Linked DNA regions of Ovis aries: region 1 is linked to region 2. A link is a contact called in public Hi-C data. All regions are on one chromosome and are shown on one strand. The core of a region is the stretch at or near the end of the contact, and the rest is flanking DNA. Distances in the headings are between cores, read along the strand shown.

Evidence for each region. Hi-C and Micro-C count contacts between places; a contact is called where the count stands out from the background.
Region 1: a contact with region 2 is called in a Hi-C map of liver, with 4 times the contacts expected there. The contact joins two enhancer-like sites. A contact is called at or near these places in 2 of 16 Hi-C or Micro-C datasets (liver and tail adipose tissue).

What each region holds. Positions count from the first base shown.
Region 1 is chr14:25,689,165-25,693,844 of ARS-UI_Ramb_v3.0, forward strand. CCDC113 (coiled-coil domain containing 113) reads left to right here. Exons shown (of 9, transcript XM_012189846.4): 6 at 16-171; 7 at 3,503-3,610. Among named protein-coding and RNA genes, the nearest start is that of CCDC113, 17 kb to the left of the region's middle. Within about 2 kb of position 1,702, at least 5 of the 54 cell types and tissues checked have an H3K27ac peak or open chromatin away from gene starts, as enhancers often do. A contact at or near this core is called in liver, where this site is marked.
Region 2 is chr14:25,401,457-25,406,523 of ARS-UI_Ramb_v3.0, forward strand. It overlaps CNGB1 (cyclic nucleotide gated channel subunit beta 1), which reads right to left. Exons shown (of 25, transcript XM_060397985.1): 25 at 2,443-2,831. The coding sequence ends at 2,463. Among named protein-coding and RNA genes, the nearest start is that of KIFC3, 35 kb to the left of the region's middle. Within about 2 kb of position 2,590, at least 1 of the 54 cell types and tissues checked has an H3K27ac peak or open chromatin away from gene starts, as enhancers often do. A contact at or near this core is called in liver, where this site is marked.

The sequences.
Region 1 (4,680 bases), core at 452-2,951, 290 kb after region 2:
CTTTCTGAGCTGTAGAAGGAAGAGGTAGGCGAGGCCCTCCACGACGTTGACTTCCAGCAGCTGAAGATCGAGAATGCTCAGTTTTTAGAGACGATTGAAGCAAGGAATCAAGAGCTGATCCAGATGAAGCTGGCATCTGGAAACACCCTGCAGATCCTTAACTCGTACAAAGTAAGGTCCAAGCTCATGCCCCGGTGCCTGGGGTTTCCCGAATCACAGCAAGGTTCTGGGACATCACTGTGGCTTCACCGAGAGCCTAGGCATCCTACGCTCCCCTGTTGCTCTCTGATTTCTCCCAACAAAGCCATATCTCCTCCTGTTGCTGCTGCTACGTCGCTTCAGTCGTGTCCGACTCTTTGCGACCCCATGGACTGCAGCCTACCAGGCTCCTCCATCCATGGGATTTTCCAGGCAAGAGTACTGGAGTGGGTTGCCATTGCCTTCTCCAGCCATATCTCCTAAAATCCCCCAAATGTCTCTATGACCTTGACTATGTGTTAAAACCAGTTGAGGAGCCTTTTTTTTTTTTTTTTTTAAGATAGACACACTAGCTCAACCCCAACCAATTGAATTAGGGGGTGAGAGCCATACATTTTTTTAACTCCCCAGCTGATTTTTATGCACTGTGAGTTTTAAGAACCAGCCACAATTAGGGCTCTATTTAATTTAGTCTGTAATAAGCACCTCCCTGGGGCTTCCCTGGTGGCTCAGTGGTAAAGAACCCGCCTGCCAATGCAGGAGACTTGGGCTTGATCCCTGTCTTAACGGGGAAGATGCCCTGGAGAAGGAAATGGCAAAACCACTCCAGTATTCTTGCCTGGGAAATCCCATGGACAGAGGAGCCTGGTGGGCTACAATCCCTGGAATCGTAAGAGAGTTGACACGACTGAGCAACTAAACAACAATAAGTACTTCCCTGCTTAAAACTCTGCAAAGGAAATCATCTTAGCTATTAAAAAAAAAAAAAAAAACCTGCTAAATAATTCCTTATCTACACAGAACTGTCTTTGGCGAGAAAGAGGCAATACTGATAATTAAGCAGGGACTATGGGCATGAGCATGGCCTGTTCCTGGCAGACCAGGTGGTCTGGTCATTCTGCTGGCAACTGTCTGATACAGTGGCCCATCTATCCTGCCCACTGGCCTAGGAGACAAGGGTGGTTTTTACAGAAGAACATTTGCAACTGATTTTGATAGAGAACACTCTCTTTGATACCCAATTAAGTAAAATTGATTTCTCCCCTAGAAATTTCATTCCTCTCATTTGTAGACAGATATCCCAAAATATTATACTTAATTATTTCATTTTGAATTTTATCAATAAAACAATTGTGGCAGTTTTTTTCTCTTGTTAATATAATTATACAGTATCAATTTTGCCTCTTGGACTGCAAAGCCTGAAATATTTCCCATCTAACCTTTTACAGAACAAGGTTGCTGACCCTTGGCCTCGTGCCTTGGTGGCAACAGCAGCCACGGACTTGGGCAGGCCACACAGTGTCATTTAAAACCGTGAATTCGAATGTGTTTATATTAGGCTTATGTTTGTTCAATGTTTTCCTTTTACAAATGAAAAACCTGAGGCTGAAAGAGGGAGAGCAATTGCTGGATTCAAGCCACATGCTGTGACGGAGCTGGGGCTCCTAGTCCCGTGTGTGTCCCGCCTTACCCACTGCCTTCTGCTGGCAAAATGTGTGTAGGCAAGGTCATGCTCACATTCTGAAATTCTTGTGTCCAGCTGGAGAGCTGTGAGGTATGTGGTTACATCACACTGGACCTTGATCTGATCCTGAGGAATCAACTAAGTGGCCCAGGGCCAGTCTGGTCTTGCGGGGAAAAGTCAGGGCTTTGGAGTGGAGCTACTGTCTATAAAATATTAATAGGACAGCCAGGCCCGCGTCTTGAGCTCCAGAACGCGTAGTGCAGATTGAAGGTGAAACCCAAGCAGCTGGAACACAGGCCATGGTGGGCAGGATGGGAGCCATTCTGGTCAGAATCCCAGGGGCTAGGGTGCCTGTCAGCCTGCTGAGAATAACAGCAAGCAGATGGTGAAGCTGGGAGGAGACGCCTACAGGAGACCTAAGGCGACATAGCCTGAAGCTGAGAGAGATGCAGTTTGACTTTTCTGTGTCTCAGTTCTCAGGTCTCCTGTGGAAAGCAGGGCCCAGCATGGTGAGTTGTAGAGTCAGGCTTACCTGGGTTTGAATGGGGACTCTTCTGGGAACCATGGGCCGATGCGTCCCCTCTCAGAAGCAGATTTTTGTGACTGCCTACCAGGACAGAGCTTGACTGGTCAGTGATGTGTCCCTAGCACTGAGGACAATGGCAAAGCAGGTGCTCAGTCAGAACTGTCAAAAAACTGCTAAAAATCCAGAAGTATGTTTACGGATGGATGGGCAGCAGGTTGGATCATTTTCATTTTAATGTCAAACACCCAAGTGTGAGATGTCATTAAAAATATGTAGAATGGGACTTCCCTGGTGGTCTAGTAGCTAAGACTCCTTGCTCTCAATACAGGGACCTGGGATCGATCCCTGGTCAGAGAACTAGATCCCACATGCCGCCGCAGCTAAAGATGAAAGATCCTGAGTGCCACATCTAAGACTCAGCACAACCAAATAAATACATATTTCTAAAATAATAAAAAATATGAAGAATAATTTGCCTCTATTACTAAATATATGAGAACCTGTGGCACACTAGGCACAGGGCTAAGTGCTGAGGGTTTAGCCACGAAGGAGACAGACAACAGTGTCTTCTCTTCTGTGAGTTTTATGAGTGAGTCTCAGTCAAGGGAGCCCCTGGGGCATCCCTGGTGGCTCCATGGTAGAGAGTCTGCCTGCCGTTGCAGGAGACATGGGCTTGATTCCTGGTCTGGGAAGACCTCACTTGTGAGATCGCACATGCTCACAGTAGCATCCACCTCTTTGTCTGTCCAGATGACGGTGGTCTTATGCCACGTGCTCTCCATGTGCCAGGCACTGTGCTCAACACTTTACCAGGATCTGTCTCTGTTAAGCCTTTCCTGGTGGCTCAGACAGTAAAGGATCCACCTGCAATGCAGGAGACCCAGGTTTGATCCCTGGGTTGAGAAGATCCCCTGGAGAAGGAAATGGCAACCCGCTCCAGTATTCTTGCCTGGAGAATTCCATGGACAGAGGAGCCTGGAGGGCTATAGTCCATGGGATCTCAAAGAATCAGATACGACTGAGTGACTAAGCACCACAACCCTACAAAGCAGTCAGGCCAAGTCTAGAGAGGTTTTCTTAGTAACAGTGGGGTGGGATTTGGGTCCAGGTGTGTCTGGGCGCTTTGCAGGTGAGAAGTCTCCCGAGGTCCTCCCCTGCCTCTTAGGCACCAGGATTCTGAAAATCTGGAGTCATAAGAAGGACAGACCCAAGTTCCTGGATGGTCCTGCTATTCTGCTGAAGAAAGAGTTGTCTGCCTCTTTTTCCTATAGCGATCATCTTTGCTCAAGACTTCCTGTGTTGTTATATTGCAGAGCAAGCTACACCACGCCATGGAAATGTCCCTCAATCTGACCAAGGAGTTCTTGCTGAGAAAAGAGTTACTTGAAAAAGTTGAAAAAGAAACCCTACAAGCAGAGGAGGTAGGCGAGGGTAAAACATGCTCTTTCTTGTGCTTTTCTCCTCCTGTCAACTAGGAATCTGAGTCAGCCACCTTGGTTTCTGTCTAGAAGAGCCTTAGATCAGAAAAATCAAAATAGTTCTGGGCCATCAGAGGAGAAGGCTCCCAGTCCATGGTGTTGGCATTTTAATTACTGCTGGGTTAGAATCTAGAGTCAGAAATCATCTAGAAACCACAGAGTCCAAATCACCCTTGAGAATTCCTTAAGTGACTCACAAGGTACCAAATTCAAAGTATAATGTATTCAACCTGGCAAAAACATGTACAATGCGTGTAATAATGTAACCAATATAAGAAAAAGAATGCACAGCAAATGATAACATTCTATGCAAAGGAGAGAAAGCTTTTTAAATAAGGAGCTCTCACTTGGTATGATGGCTGCTCAGATGGTAGACTTGTGACCTCCGTCCCAGTGCCCTCCAGGGCCTGCGGTCACCACATGAACATCTGAGCTCCCTCCATCTGCACCAGGGTTGAGTGCTCTCAGTATTTGGCTGAGCACATAAAGTTGAATTCCCGCAACCTAAATGCACCTGGGATCCTCAAAAGGGACTTTGGGGGGAAGATGGGGGACAATGAGCCCTGGACTTGTATTCTGAAGGCCTGGCATCAGGTTTGGTGTTGCCAGTCTTTAGCCTTGAGTAAGCCTTTGAAGGAGACAGAACTCAGGTTCCGTATCCCGGCGAAAGATGTCACAGCCTTTGTCGCGGTGATCAGACAGGGTGCTTTGTTAACCTCTTACAACCATCCATCTGTTCAGTTAATACTGTCATTGTCTCAAATGAGTCTGAAGTGTCCCCTACACTGCCTGCAACAGTCCCGAAGCCACAGGATTACTACATCTGACTCAGTTTTGCCGTGGCGTCCACATCGTATTCTTGGTGGAGAGCCCGAATCCTTTGGAAAAAAAAAAAAAAAAAACCAGTCTCAGTACAGAGTGGCCTATAACAAAATCAAAGCAAAGATCTGTGTATTCTCTCTATGTGGAATTCCTGTGGTCTTTCTTTGTTTGGGTTGATACTTCTTAGATGA
Region 2 (5,067 bases), core at 1,340-3,839:
CAGACTTCTATTTAAAAAATATTTACCAGTGAAATGATATCTGTGCAGTATTTTTAACTGCAGCATTATTTTTAATAGCATATGATTGGAAACAATGCAAATGGCCATTAATGGGAGAGAGGTTAAGTGTTACAGTGTGTGTACCTGTTCTCTGCCTCTTCAGTCATGTCCGACTCTTTGCAACCCCACGGATTGTAGCCCACCAGGCTCTTCAGTCCATGGGATCCTCCAGGCAAGGATACTGGAGTGGGTTGCCATGCCCTCCTCCAGGGGAACTTCCCAATCCAGGGATCAAACCTGCATCTCCTTCTCTCCTGCATTTCAGGCAGATTCTTGACTGCTGAGTCACAGAGGAAGCCCCTAAGTGTTACAGTACATCCATACAATGGGCTAGCTTGCAGTCCAGAAAAAAATAAGCAAGCCCTTTATGTTCTGATAGGAAACAATCTCCAAAATATATCAAGTGAAAAGTAACAGCAGCTCTAGTATGTTACCATTTGGAGGGGGGTAGGGAGGGAAGGAAGGAAATCAGAGTGAATTTACATATTTCCTTGTACAAGCTTAAAAATATCTCTGAAAGAATAAACAAGAAAGTGATAATCATGGTTGCTTCCAGGAAGGGGACCAAGGAGGCTGGGAATCTGGGGTAGGAGGGAGAATTTTTAATGACTATCCTTTGTACACATGTAAGTATGTTACTGGCTTCCCAGGTGGCGCTAGTGGTAAGAACCTGCCTGCCAGTGCAGGAGACAATGAGACATGGGTTGGATCCCTGGGTTGGGAAAATCCCCTGGAGGAAGGCATGGCAATCCACTCCAGTATTCTTGCCTGGAGAATCCCCCAAAAAAGGAGCCTGGTGGGCTACAGTCCACAGAGTCACAGAGAGTTGGACACAACTGAAGTGACTTAGTAAATAGGTTATTACCTTTAAAAATAAATAAAAGTTTTTTGAAAGGTCAGTTAATAACACTGCTCATCGCTATATTCAATAGAAAGATTACTCAGATCACATGATACGACAGGGACTAGGCGAATCTGTTTGTTACCCTGGGATTTAGCAATACTTAGGCAAGTCTGGGAATTCCCATATTGTTTACTCTTCACAGGGAAATCAATGCTGTGCTTTCATTTGAATGGATTAAGAACACAACTTTGCCAGCCTTCAGAGGCCCCTTTTGTAGTTCACCAGGTTTCTGTAATTTTATATGGGCAGGACCTATTGGAATGCCAGGTCTTTTTATTCATTGTTGTTGATGGAAACAAATGGCCCAATACTAGTTTTTGTTTTCAATCACCCACACCCCATAAAGAGCCATTTGGTTTGCAAATATAATCCTCTCAATAAATGTTCATTTGACTGAATGACTCTTTTTCCTTTTTTCATTATAAAAGCAGCATGACTTGTTCTGGAGAAAGCTCAGAAATTTCAGTGGTTGCTAGTCATGAGACTCCACCTTCTAGGCTTAGTGGAAACTGCTACCATTATCTCTTAGGGCTTCCCAGGTGGTACTAGTGGTAAAGAACTTAGGTGCCAGTGCAGGAGACATAAGCGACTTGGGTTTGATCTCTGGGTCGGAAAGATGATCCCTGGGAGGAGGGCATGGTAGCCTACTCCAGTATTCTTGCCTGGAGAATCCCACAGAGAAACCTGGCAGGCTATGGTCCATGGGGTCGAAAAGAGTCGGACACAACTGAAGTGACTTAGCACACATCATCATCTCTACAGCAAAGGTGTCAAAAACAAGTAATGAGTTAATCCCTGATGAAGAGGATTAGGTAACTGGCAGAGTGGATGCTCAGAAACGCTCACAGCCTCTTGGCAGTAAACCATTTCCATTATATCTATTCTAAGAAAACAGCATCACTGGGCACAATGGGATAATGTCTGCAGAAGATAAGTACTAACTGTCCTAAGGAGCATTGCTTTCCTATTGTGACTGCCCAGTAGAGAGACAGCACCAGACCACGGGTCAGATGTGTGTGCTATCTCCACTGCATCAAAGGAACAGCATAGCTGTCTCCCACTTCTGCCAGAAATGTTTTCTGTTCTTGAAATGAGGGGAAGTCAAATTCCTGAGGGGAAAATCCAAATATTCAACAGCTCTTTGTTTCTCCAACAAGGCTTCTCATGTATTGAAGCCCTACAGAAAAGTATTTCGTTCTTAAATAAAATTACAGGTGCAGAGGAGGCAGGGTTCTCTAGTGACGGTGGGAACTCACCCGGCACAGACATTATGAAGTTTGTTAATTTCAAGACCAGCCCTAGGAGATGGAGAAACTGATGTCAGATAGGGACCACCGGCCGAGCGCTTGAGGCCACTACCGCGGACCAGCGTCCTGGCCTTTGGGGAGCGGAGGGTGCGGGGTGCCGGGGGAGGGAGGGGGCGGGGGTGCGAGGGGGGGTGCCGGGTGGTGGGGAGCGCGCACCTGCGGGGTAGGGGTGGGGGGCGGCGGGAGGTGCACTAACTGCCGCCTCTCTCCTCCTCCTCCTCCTTCCTCGCCTCCTCCCCTTCCTCCTTTTTCTCCTTCTCCTCCTGCTTCTCAGGGACCTCCACCGACAGGATCTGTTCGCTGGGATCCGGGCCCGGGGTCACGTGGATCCGCTCCTCTGGCCGCAGCGCAGCCTCCTCATCTTCCTCCGGCCTCTCCTGGGAGGCAGGTGGTGGAGAGAGTGGGGCCGGAGCCTCTGGGGCCGGCGGCTCTGGGGCGGGGGCCTCTGGGGCCGGCGGCTCTGGGGCGGGGGCCTCTGGGGCCGCCGGCTCTGGAGCTGGGGGCTGTTCTGGGGCGGCCGATCCTGCCCGTCCCACGGCAGCGTCTTCCGAGCTCTTGGCCTGGAATCCAGAAAAAGTGACTAGTGAGGCCAGAGGGGTCTTGGAGGGGTCTCGGACACTTTCCTCATCCTCGGACCCCTGAGAGGACGATGGCACTCCGCAGGTGAAATCTAACAGCTGTAATGTTGGACGGAGCTGCATCAGGGTTATTTGGTGAAACATATATTGTGGGGAAGTTTAAGGATTCAGAGTCTGGGCAGGGTTTGGTGAAGGTCTTTGGGATATTTTAGGTGTCTGTGGAGCTGTAGGGCTGGAAGTTGGAGTGAGAATGCGGGATGAAGGGCAGAACCCGGCACTGAACTGTTGAGGGAAGAGAGAGAGGCTGTGACCAGGAGGAACCACCACAAAGGCCTCTGCAGAGCTTAGACGGCCTGCCCTGCCCAGTTAGCCAGGATGTGTGTTCGCTGGAGTATGAGACAAACTCTAAGCAAATAAGGTAAAGACTGAGAATTCCCTGGTGGTCCAATGGTCAAGACTCTGCACTTCCCCTGCCAGGGCTGAGTTCATTTCCTGGTCAGGGAACTAAGATCCCACAAACCAGAGGGTGCAGTCAAAAAACAAACAAACAAAAAAAAACACAGAGAGAGAGAGAAATATAAGGTAAAGGCTGCTGAGAGCAGGATCAGTTGTGGCCTGCCCGTTTCTCGGAAGGTCTCTAAGGCTGAGACCCCCAGAGAAGAATGAGCTGGGTACCACGGGCGTTAGGCTGAACTGAGCCCGTGTTGGCGGACTTGGTGGGTATCTCCAGTCTCCAGCCTGCGGGGTTCTCAGGGACCCAGGTTCCTATGGGTGTAATTAGGGAAGTGGGTGAAAATCCAAGCCTTTGTGGATATCCGTGGCCCCTCCTGCTGTCTGAACCCCTCTTTGAGTGGGAGAAAGCTGGGGAGGTAACAGCCCCCAGAGAAGGCCCGATGGTTCTTAGGGAGTCTCACATGAGAGCAGTCAGTGTGTTTATGGGGACTAGAGACCCCCTGAAGAGTACTCAAGTGAGAGGGTGCTGAGGAAGGGAACTGGGTAAAGGTGGGGTTATCTAAGAAGCTCCTGATACCACGGCAGTTCTGGGACCTGCAGCTCCCTGTCTTGGTGTTTCTGCATGTTTTGGTGTGCTTGTTTCACCTCACCACCCCCAAACTCTGACAACACACTTCCAGGGCAGGATGCCTAGAGGGGCCCCTCATGGGATCTTCTTGAAGCATCCTGCTGTGAATGGAGCCAGAAGGATCATGGGAAGGTTGATCAAATGTTTCACCTTGTTTAACATGCTTTTGTACAAGTATCCAAGGAAGTATCCTGCTTCATCTCTGCCACCCCGTGTGATAGCCAGGAGTAATCTGGGTCCCAGAATGTCCTGGAGGAGCTTCCCCAGGACACAGGGTGAGAGAGCCAGGGTTTGGACCTGTGTCTTTAGGCTGCTGTGTAAGAGTTCCTTGCACTCCACCCTTCTGCCCTGGTTGTTCTAAAACTGCCTTTTTATGAGCACATGGATGCAAATTTAATACACATCTTCAAGCTGCCTGGGTGAAGAGCTAACACTTAGAAGCAACAAATTGCTAACCCATTTCAGATAAAATCTTTCACTGTGCTGAGAACACTGTCAGAGCTCACGTTCACGCAGCTCCACACACGAGCCAGCACATAAGAGCCCAACTTTAAAAACCAGCTCGACCCTGCCCTTAACAGTTTGTGAGCCAGACAGTCACATCTCTTCTCAGTCTGGGGCCATTGGTGGATGTATCTGGAGAATGTCTTGGAATGTCTGGGTGACTTGGGTGTCATTCCCTGACTCCTGCTGTCAAATGACCTCTGAACAGGTCTCCTAGACTCTGACACCAACCTGGATTGAGACTGAGTTCACCAGGCTCCTTTGAATTCTGTCATGTAGACTGCTGTCCGCCCCGCCCCGCCCCCCCCCATCCCTGTCACTGAGCTTCTGCCTAAACCCATCCCCCTCCCCTTCCCAGCAGCCTTCCTAAAGGACAGTTATGAACAACCATAATTAGTACAATCATACTAATTGGCATTCTTGGCATTAGTCACAGAAAAAAGTCCCAGAACTAATTTAAAAATTCCCTTTAGACTTAGGGGGTGGGGACCATTGGCACCATGCCTGTCGCCTTGCTTTTTTCCCTTCAAATCTTTTAAACTGTCACAGACACAACATTAGATATGAGACCATCACTGTCGTCTGCGGAGGGACATTCCCTGCCAACACCCACTGCTCCTACCTCTGCGGCAG